Regions from separate parts of the Zea mays genome. Here regions 1 and 3 are each linked to region 2. Evidence: chromatin contacts called from public Hi-C data. All regions are on one chromosome and are shown on one strand. The core of a region is the stretch at or near the end of the contact, and the rest is flanking DNA. Distances in the headings are between cores, read along the strand shown. Region 1 holds the start of LOC732730 (absence of first division 1). Region 2 holds the start of LOC103630775 (auxin-like 1 protein). Region 3 holds the start of LOC103630768 (protein MIZU-KUSSEI 1).

The links. A called contact is a pair of places that touch in the nucleus more often than the background predicts.
Region 1: a contact with region 2 is called in a Hi-C map of bundle sheath, with 1.8 times the contacts expected there. The contact joins the promoter of LOC732730 here to the promoter of LOC103630775 in region 2. A contact is called at or near these places in 2 of 25 Hi-C or Micro-C datasets (bundle sheath and tassel).
Region 3: a Hi-C map of tassel shows a contact between it and region 2, with 3 times the contacts expected there. The contact joins the promoter of LOC103630768 here to the promoter of LOC103630775 in region 2. A contact is called at or near these places in 3 of 25 Hi-C or Micro-C datasets (bundle sheath, leaf and tassel).

The regions. Positions count from the first base shown.
Region 1 is chr6:178,058,603-178,061,584 of Zm-B73-REFERENCE-NAM-5.0, forward strand. It overlaps LOC732730 (absence of first division 1), which reads left to right and starts at 1,610. Exons shown (of 20, transcript NM_001112359.2): 1 at 1,610-1,845; 2 at 2,029-2,097; 3 at 2,205-2,263; 4 at 2,371-2,415; 5 at 2,521-2,540; 6 at 2,647-2,723. The coding sequence starts at 1,793.
Region 2 is chr6:177,722,896-177,725,814 of Zm-B73-REFERENCE-NAM-5.0, forward strand. LOC103630775 (auxin-like 1 protein) reads left to right here and starts at 1,353. Exons shown (of 8, transcript XM_008651838.3): 1 at 1,353-1,950. The coding sequence starts at 1,517.
Region 3 is chr6:177,459,853-177,463,049 of Zm-B73-REFERENCE-NAM-5.0, forward strand. It overlaps LOC103630768 (protein MIZU-KUSSEI 1), which reads right to left and starts at 1,347. Exons shown (of 1, transcript XM_008651832.4): 1 at 1-1,347.

The DNA of each region.
Region 1 (2,982 bases), core at 360-2,859, 340 kb after region 2:
CCTCACTCATACGCACCAGAGAATACTTTTCGATCGATCACTCATCCTAAGGTTGCTTTAGGCCAAACACGTTTAACCTAAAGGTTCTTTCGCAGCAGGCTTCCGAAAAAAAGATACACCTTGTTGATATGGATATTCTATTAATTTTATTAAGTCTTAGCGAGGATGTCACAATCCAACCAGGCTAGGATATCACAATCCTCCCTCTTAGAAGACCGACGTCCTCATCGGTCAACCCCAAGCCAAAAACCTCCCTCTTACCCGTGACTGTATGTCTAGTGTCGTCATATTCCATGCCATTTGACCACTCTGAGCCTACATACGTCGTGCAACATATACCCAAAACCCTAGCCTACACACGTCCGTGAAACCACGAGGGTCGTCTCTGATACCATTTGTAACATCTCATCCACTGTCGGACCAGTGATACTTACTCCTGACAACCCTCTAGAACCATAAACCATCCTTACAAACCAACACGAGTCTTTTGTGCGCACTTTATCCTCACTCATACGAACTAGGGAGGATTTGTCGGTCGGGCACACATCCTAAGATTGCTCTAGACCAAGCACACTTAACCTAGATGGTTCTTTTAAGACATACTTCATAATGTAGTTATTTGTTTTGATTTATTTCTATTATTCCAACAAATTATGTAACATTTACATCCTTGCAGTGACCATAACTATAGATGCAATACAATGAACTATGGAGTTCAATGTATCTATAGGTGTTGTTCTGCTAGTGCTAAACTCTAGGGAGGTTGCGCTGTGTCCAATGTCGCTGGCCATGTCGCGTGACGTGCCTCGCGACAGGCTACTGGTAGTTCTGCGCCGAACATTGGTTGATCCACGCCTAAGACCACGCACTAAGCCGGTCTATCCGTGTTCAACATCGTAGTTCTGCACCTCTGGGATACACAACCGCCTTGTCCAACGCCATGCCCCAAGCCACCGCATACGTCGGGGCTATCAGTGTCTCCTTTCTCAGCGTGCTAACATGATACATGTTACAATCGAAGACGAGCTCGCATCGTGGCAACAAATTTTGGTGCTCCAAAGCTTTGGAAAGGTTATCCTCAACATTGTTGGGATCCATGGCGGTCTAGAATCAACCATATGAAACACTAGCGGCTAGGGTTCGGAGGAGATCATTAGGGAGGAGAAGGAGAGGTCAAGTCTAAGTTGGGCTAGGTGAGAACGATCATGGGTAGATGGATGGCAGTACCGGGTAATTTTCATCAACTTACGATTAATAGTGGGTCTTTTATTAAAAATAAGCTGATATAAGCATCTTTTGAGAAGCTTATAGGGTTATCATAATCTCAAGTACTAGATTATATAATTTTATCACATAAGTTGCTTCATACTTAGTTTGTCTATCACTAGCTTATTTACATAGAATTTAGATTATATAATACCAAACCCTAAATGACCTGAACCAAAGATACCCAGATTGCTTCACATCATTTGTGTGGCACTGTGGCTACATGAGGACGTGGGAATGGGCGAATGGCGCGGAACGACCCCCGATAGGTTTCCGATATTGCCCTCCCCACGCGCACGATTTAACCGATCCGCCCCCGTTTCTTTCTTTTTCTCCACGAGAACGAGATTACGAGACAAGAGACAAGTAGACAACCCAGCTCTCCAGCGGTCCAGCGGTCCAGCCTCTCCTAGCCGAGGCCAAAACCCCCATACCAACACACACTTCGCTTCTCGCTGCCTCCGCGGCGGCGCGCCGCTCCGCTCCGAGCCCTCTTCCTCCTCCTCCTCTGCCCGTTCGGTCGAGAATGTTCTACTCGCATCAGCTTCTCGCGCGGAAGGCGCCGCTCGGCCAGATATGGCGCGTCTGCTCCCTTGATCGCACCTCCTATGCCTCTCGTTGCGGGCTCTAATCGCGCTCGTTTCCCTTCCTTGTTCCTTGCAATGCGTTTGGTTCTATGCCTTATCCTGGCATCGACCCACAGTGATGGCCACGCTCGCGCCGATTTGGCGGTCACTAACTGCGTTTGCATTGTGGTTTCAGGATGGCGGCGACGCTCCACTCGAAGATCAACCGCAAACGGCTCGACAAGCTCGACATCATCAAAATCTGGTGGGGAAACTGGTCCCAGGGATTCGAGTTCCGCACGGTTTTGACTGCTATTTTTGTGTTTTTTTTATTTGTTTTTGCTGACTTTTGTTTGTGTGTTTCACTTTTAGTGAGGAAATTTTGAACCCCTCGGTGCCCATGGCTCTGAGGCTCTCTGGAATCCTCATGGGTGAGTTCGATTTTGCTTGCGCCACCCAAAACTGTTCCTCCCATTTTTTGGATAGTTTTTTTTTACGTTCCAATTTCCATGGTCGAAAATTCGAAATGCGTGAGCAGGTGGCGTGGTGATCGTGTACGAGAGGAAGGTGAAGCTTCTCTACAGTAAGTTTCTTCCTCCCTACATCCTACTTGATGTTGATTTTGTTTGAATTCCCAGTGTTTCATCATCCCAATTCTAAAATCGATCATGTGTTCTCTTTCTCGCAGCTGATGTCTCTCGGCTTCTGGTAAGAACTAGTTCAGGATCTGCCCGAGTGTTTTCTGTGTCCTGGTCAGTCGATTTGAATATCCTTGCGAATTCAGTTCGAGTTATACCACTAACTTCTCGTGCAGACTGAGATCAACGAGGCATGGCGGATCAAACCGGTCACAGACCCCACCGTCCTCCCCAAGGGTAAAACTCAAGCCAAGTAAGTGTGCTACCGGTCTCCTCCCTTTCTAAGCGTTTATAGATGTTACATGCTGGGGTTGAGGGGGTTCGGTTTGAGTAAGGTTGCACTGCATTCATGCTGTTGATGTTGTTATTGATGAGACTTGGTGTTTGCTTCTTAGCTTTCTTAAAACAGAGATTGTTGTGTGTGCGTTTAGGCTGTGATGTGTTCATCTGGTTGTTTGGATTGGCGAATGTTGTGATCTGGCTGAGATGTTCATGGAAGTTCTTAGGAGATA
Region 2 (2,919 bases), core at 103-2,602:
CTTTCTTTCTTTCTTTCTTTCTTTCTTTCTTTCTTTCACTGTCAGTGAGTCTGCCATGTCTCGCACGCGCAAGGGCGCAAACAAGGTTCATTAGCGTGCAAGTAACCTCGCGCCCGTCCCGTCTATCTAATGTCGTCCAAACCATGATGAGACGCACGGATTAGTGTCTGTCATTCTCATCCGAGAGCCGAGAGCGTGCTGCTGACAGACAGAACCGTTGGGGGGCTTTTACTCCTATCTGCAGTGCGTCCAAGGACTACGCGCGTGCCTCTCGCTCTCGTCCGTGTCCGAATGTCAGCTACTCAACGACCACGAAACAGACGCCGTGCCTGACTGCGAACAAACCACAAGCACGCGTGCCAGTTCCCCTCGGCTCGCTCGATCGACCGCTCATGGCCATGAATTGGAGCTGCCGTGATCGGGACGTGGGGCATGGCGACGCCGGGAAGGACATCTGCTGGAACAGGGAGCGCGCGGGCGTCGCTGTCCACGCGCCGAGGCTTCAGGCTGAGGCTGAGTCGCTGAGACACTCCGGGTGTCAATGCGTGTGTCCATGGTCGGCCGATGTCTCTGACGGCAGGCACGGCAGCGCCACCGTGTACGCCGTGCAGGTGGAGGAGCACTGTGAGCTCCGTCCACTTCCACGGGCCACGGGGACTTGTCCTGCTCTCGGCGTGAGGACCTCCAAATCACACGTAGGATGAGCCCTTTGGAGGAACTTGAGAGAACACGATCCTGTTTCCAGCAGCTCTCCTAAAACACGATCCAGGAGACAGAAACCAGTTTCCTAGAAATCATGGTGCTTTCAAACTTTCCTTAGTGTGCTAGCAGATTTCATTTGATCAGTAATTTGCTTATCTAGTAGTGGGTTTTCTGCAGGAGCTTGCGACAAAGCCTAGGCACGGTGAAAAAAACACGAAGCCGCCGCCGTCTTTCGTCCAATTCCAATCCAACGGCCAACGCCCGAAGGCTTCGCGCGCCCGCCGTAGCTGGCATCAGGCAGGAAGCGACAGGGATAGGGACCCGCGCCAACGCGGTTCCGCCCGCGTCCTCCTCCCCTGGGACGGCCGGATGGGACGGGACGGAATGGGAGCGAGACAACGCTTTTCCGCGCGGCCGCAACGCAAAAAAACAGCCAACGCCACCGAGGGCCGCAGCCCTTCCACACCGCGGGCCGTGGTGCCCATGCCAATTTGCCATGGTCCCCACACACAAGGACGGGGCGACCCAGGCGCGGCAGTTTTTTTAATGGTAAAACACGGACGGACACCGTCCCAAACACCGCAACTCCCGAGTAAAGCCCTGCCCGCCTGCCTGCTCGCCCCTGTCCCTGCGCTTGGCCTCCGCTTCGCCTCCCACAGTCCCACTCCCCCAACCTCGCTCTCGCCTCCCCTCCCGCTCCCCCCTCCATTCCTCTCCTCCTTCGCCCCCCCAAAACCCTGTGCACAGAGGGTGGACCAGGGTGTAGGGAGCGGGGCGGTGAGAAAGCCCTAGCGCGCTCGCGCGTGGCGCGGCCATGGACGCGGCGCGTAGGGAGAGGAGGCACCACCGGAAGGCAGCGGCGGCGGGAGCGGTGGGCGTTGGTGGCGTGGGAGGAGGAGGAGCGGCGGCGGCGCGGGCGGCGTACGGGGACGTGTTCGGCGGCCCGCCGCGCTTCGCAGCGCCGTTCGGGGCCGCGCCGCTGGACTACGCCGAGGTGTTCGGCGGCGTCGCGGCGACCTGCTCCATCCCGTACCTAGACCTGCCGCCCGCGCCTTCGCTCGCCGCCGCCGAGGGCTTCTTCGCCTGCCGCGGGAAGGGGGACTACGGGGAGATCTTCGGCCGCTTCGACTTCGCCGACTTTGCGCTGCCGTACGAGGACCTCTTCGGCGAGCCGCAGCCGGAGCCCGTTCCCGACGCCGCAGGGGAGACGGACCCGGAGATCGCCTCGTCCAGCGGGAGCTCCACCAGGTCTGCGCTGTGCTGCACGCCCTCCCTCCCGCCCTCTGACCCTCTCCGACAGTCGTCGCCTGCCTCTCTCCCTCTATGTGTGTCAGTGTGTGTGTGTTTCCGGCTGGGTGAACAGCGCGGGCGGCCCTTACTGCTTCCCCGGTCTGCGCGTTCTTCGTTTGCAGACGTTGATTCGGAAAACGGCGATGAGTGGGGTTCACGATTTGCTTCCTCCATTCGGAAATGCGACCGTGTCACGTCCTAGTCTGTTGGTGGGATGATTGGTTAGGTGGGTGAGAGGGGGGATTTGCGGGCTTTTAACATTGCACATCTACCGTTCTTCTCGTTGTAAAGGTGCCTCTTCCGATCCTCCTTTTTACGCCGCTTTGCTCTGCGTCCAGAGTGGTGTTAGCGTCGGAGAAGCTGTTTATGCAGCATTAAGCGTTACTGGGACAGTTTTCCATTTTCTGGTTCGTAAAGGTGTCTCCCTTCTTTGAGAGAGAAAAGCAGAGCCTTTTCTACTCACTCATTATTCGGCTCAGCGTGAAATGGTGTCACCAGGTGGTGCTGGTATTGCCATTTGCCCCCTCCCCCCCTTTGTGCTTCTATGGCATTTGAGGGTCTCTACTAAGGATTCGCTGTTTGCGGGCTTTTGTTTATTTTTTCATGTGAATATATATTGTTCGAATTAAGATTTATGTGTAATGTTGTAATCACATCGTGGAGATCCTCATACGGCGGACATTACAACCACTGTCTATTTCCATGGATTTAAAAAAGTTGAGCATTGAAGAAGAGTTGGATGACTTGATAACAAGTATTCAACATTTGCCGTGGACGAAATTCATAGGATTGGTACGGTTTTCCTTGAGCAAGCTTGGTACAGATAAAATAATCTTTAATGCTTTTTAAAATCAAGCATGATGTTGACTTTGGTGATGGAAGCTCATATATTGTATGTTCTTCTATGGTTAGTGGCACGCACAGAAA
Region 3 (3,197 bases), core at 97-2,596, 260 kb before region 2:
CACGTCTTAGGACGTGTTTGTCATGATTACAGAGCAAAACTGAGCTGATCAAAGCATGTCAAACACTCTAACTACATAGTTGTAAACTTTATAGAGTTTTTAGAACTAGAGCACAAATTTTTGGAGTACCTCTTTTGTTGCTCTAATAACTCTAAAAAACAACATATATATACAGTTTAGAGTTATTTACCTGTCACTGTCACATATTATGAGAAATTAATCTAAACTCTGTCATCTTTTTATCATTTAGATATTGAAGGAGATGGGCATGCAGATGCGGTGCCGCTTTGCTTAACTGTACCGAACCGAAGTTCATAGAGCCACAGGCTCAGCTGCTCTTCTCCTAGCGAGCACAATAAAAACTGTAAACAGCGCACATGGAAACACTATGTTTGCCAATACATCTTGACTTGAGAACAACACAGTAAAACCGTGCGAGAACATTTCTCCACTGTCAAGAGAGAGAGAAAAAGAGAGAAGGAACGAACATTTGTTGGTAAGCCTGCCTGTCAAGGCATCAGTTTCCAGAGTTTTGGTCGTTTCGTTTCACAGCAGACCGTTTTGTTTCATCTATGTGGCTCTGTTAGAGCGTTTTCTTTAACTGAAATCTTTCTCAAGATCTACGAGCTGGAACACGCTACTGTAACATGCGATTCCTACTCCTTTTCCATTCTTCGTGTAATGCTGCTACTACTACTACGGTGTGCAACTTTCTTTCTTTCTTTTTCATTAGAACCGGGAATGAGTTGAGTGAGCGAGCGGGTGAGAACGTGACAGACTGAGGACGGCTGCGGCAGATTGCAGGAGCAGAACAGAAAGACGACGGGGAGAGTAGGCCGTTGCTGTTTTTTTCCCGCTGCCAAAAGCTGCCTGGGGATCGGCGGCACCAGCACCACGCGAGCGCGGGTCCCAAACCCAAAGACGCGGCTGGCCCGGCAAAATTCCAAAGCGAAAGCTGCTGGCCTGCTGCTGCTCTCGCTTGCTTTGCTTTGACCGGGCCATAGGCCAGCCACACCGCCACAGCCCACACAAGCCACAGGTGGAAGGCCGGCCACCCACTGCCACTGCCACTGCCAGCCAGGGGACCGACGGCGACGGTGCGTGGCGGCAAGGGACCAGCCGCGTCGGAAGAGCCAGCGCCGGCGCAGGCCGCCGTCCAGGTGGCGACGTGACACGCCGTACGAGCTGCCAGCCTCACCGTCCTAGTACGTCAGCACTCTGTAGCTGTGATTGGTACTGTTGCTAGTGCTGCACGACAGCACGAGACCAGACCACGACGCCGTGCCCGTGCTGTGCGACGCGATCGGCGGGGAGGAGGGCCAGAGACGACACGGGCCGCGGCCTAGCTCCGTCCGTCGCGGCGTCGCCGCCCTAGTCTAGGCCCGGTTTGTTTCAGCTTTGCAGAAGCTGCTACGGACCCTGGCCGCTGTTTCTAATGTCCGCTGGATGATGACCCTGGCCGGCGGCCGCCTTGCCTTCTTCAATCCAGCCCTGGCCCCCGGTCTTTAATTTCGCGTCTGCTGCATCTTGCATGGTTTCGTGTTGTGTAGGACATAAGTATCACGTTAGCTGTTTACAGTACACCAACAGTCCTTGTCCTTCCACTCATCAATGACGATCGATCGAACGGCCCAAATTTAGCCGTGTACATGATACATCCCAATCTGCGTCCGCCGCGACAGATCATTGTACACACACAAATTATACCTAGAAATTCATCTCTACTAAAATCAAATCAACGGGTAAGTACACCTGCGTATAAATACTGGTGATGAGCATGACATGTGTCATCAACCGACCGTTTTGACTCTCTAGCACCGTGTACACGTATTTACAATTAGGTGAGGAAATAACCTATCATGGTAGAAGTGCAGATGTGACGTGATGCAGCCAGCCATACGGCCAGCAGAATCCTTTGGGCCGGAGAATTTCCTTTCCTCGCATAGGGGTGTTTGGTTGCTCCTGCTAAAGTTTAGCCCGGGTCACATCAAGCGTTTGACTTTTAAATAGGAGTATGAAATATAGACCCAACCAACTGGACTAGATTTGTCTCGTCTTTTAATCTTCGGCTGACAAATTAGTTTTATAATCCGACTACATTTAATACCCGGAACGGAGGTTCAAACATTCGATGGGACATGGGCTAAATTTTAGCGGGGTGTAACCAAACACCCCCATAGTCGCATCGCATGCCGATACGGCTGCCGGCACAGCACGGCCGCCCCAACCAATGCCGGCCACCTAACATGCAGCACGGTGGGAATTCTGGAAGGACGGTGACAGCTGACAGGCAGAATGAGGAGGCACAACAAGACCAAACATGGTCTCACTGCGATGGGTACTGGAGGGTGCCACGGAGCTACAGAACGGCAGGCCCATGCCGTCCGGCGACACCGACACGACATGGCATGGAGGCGGCCGGCAGTCGGCAGGCGAAGACAGTGCTAAGCACGAAATAGGGTATGGGTCGCAGAGGTTTCTTGCATCAGTCACCACGGCTCCACCTAAAACCTTGGATGCAGATCAAGATCTTGTTGGACACCGCCATGTCCAAGAGCACGGAGGGAGGACGACAAGTCATGGAGAATTTTGACACGCTCTTCGCCAGAGTCAATGTCATTGGATTGATTCAAGAGGAGCTGAAAACCCAAATGGATCGGAACAACCTTAAGGCCTTGTTCGTTTACATCGGATTGCACCCGGAATCGTTCCAGCTAATCAAAGTTTATATAAATTAGAGAAGCAATCCGGCTAGGAATCGTTCCGACCCATCAATCCGACACAAACGAACAAGGCTTAAGATGGACAAATGTTGAGCGAAACAACAGTTCATCTCCAAACAAGTTCAGTCCAATGGCCAAGCTGTCTCCCATCTGACATTGCGCAACTTTAAAGATGAAAGAAGTTCAGGGAGTGATTCCGCGTCCCTGATATATGAGGAAGAACCACCCTTCATCATTGTGTTTGCCACCAGCAAAAACTGTCACAAGACTGAGCACTCCAAGTCCCACAAGCATACTCATGAGACATCCAAAAGAGAAACCTTTCCCCCATCATGCTTTACCAAAAATGCAATTTCCTATATTTGATGGCACTGATCCCTGAATCTGGTTGGATAAGTAACATAATTACTTCGCTATCATCAGCATCCCTGAAAATCTGTGGGTTCAAGCAGCCACTATGCATTTGCAGGGCAA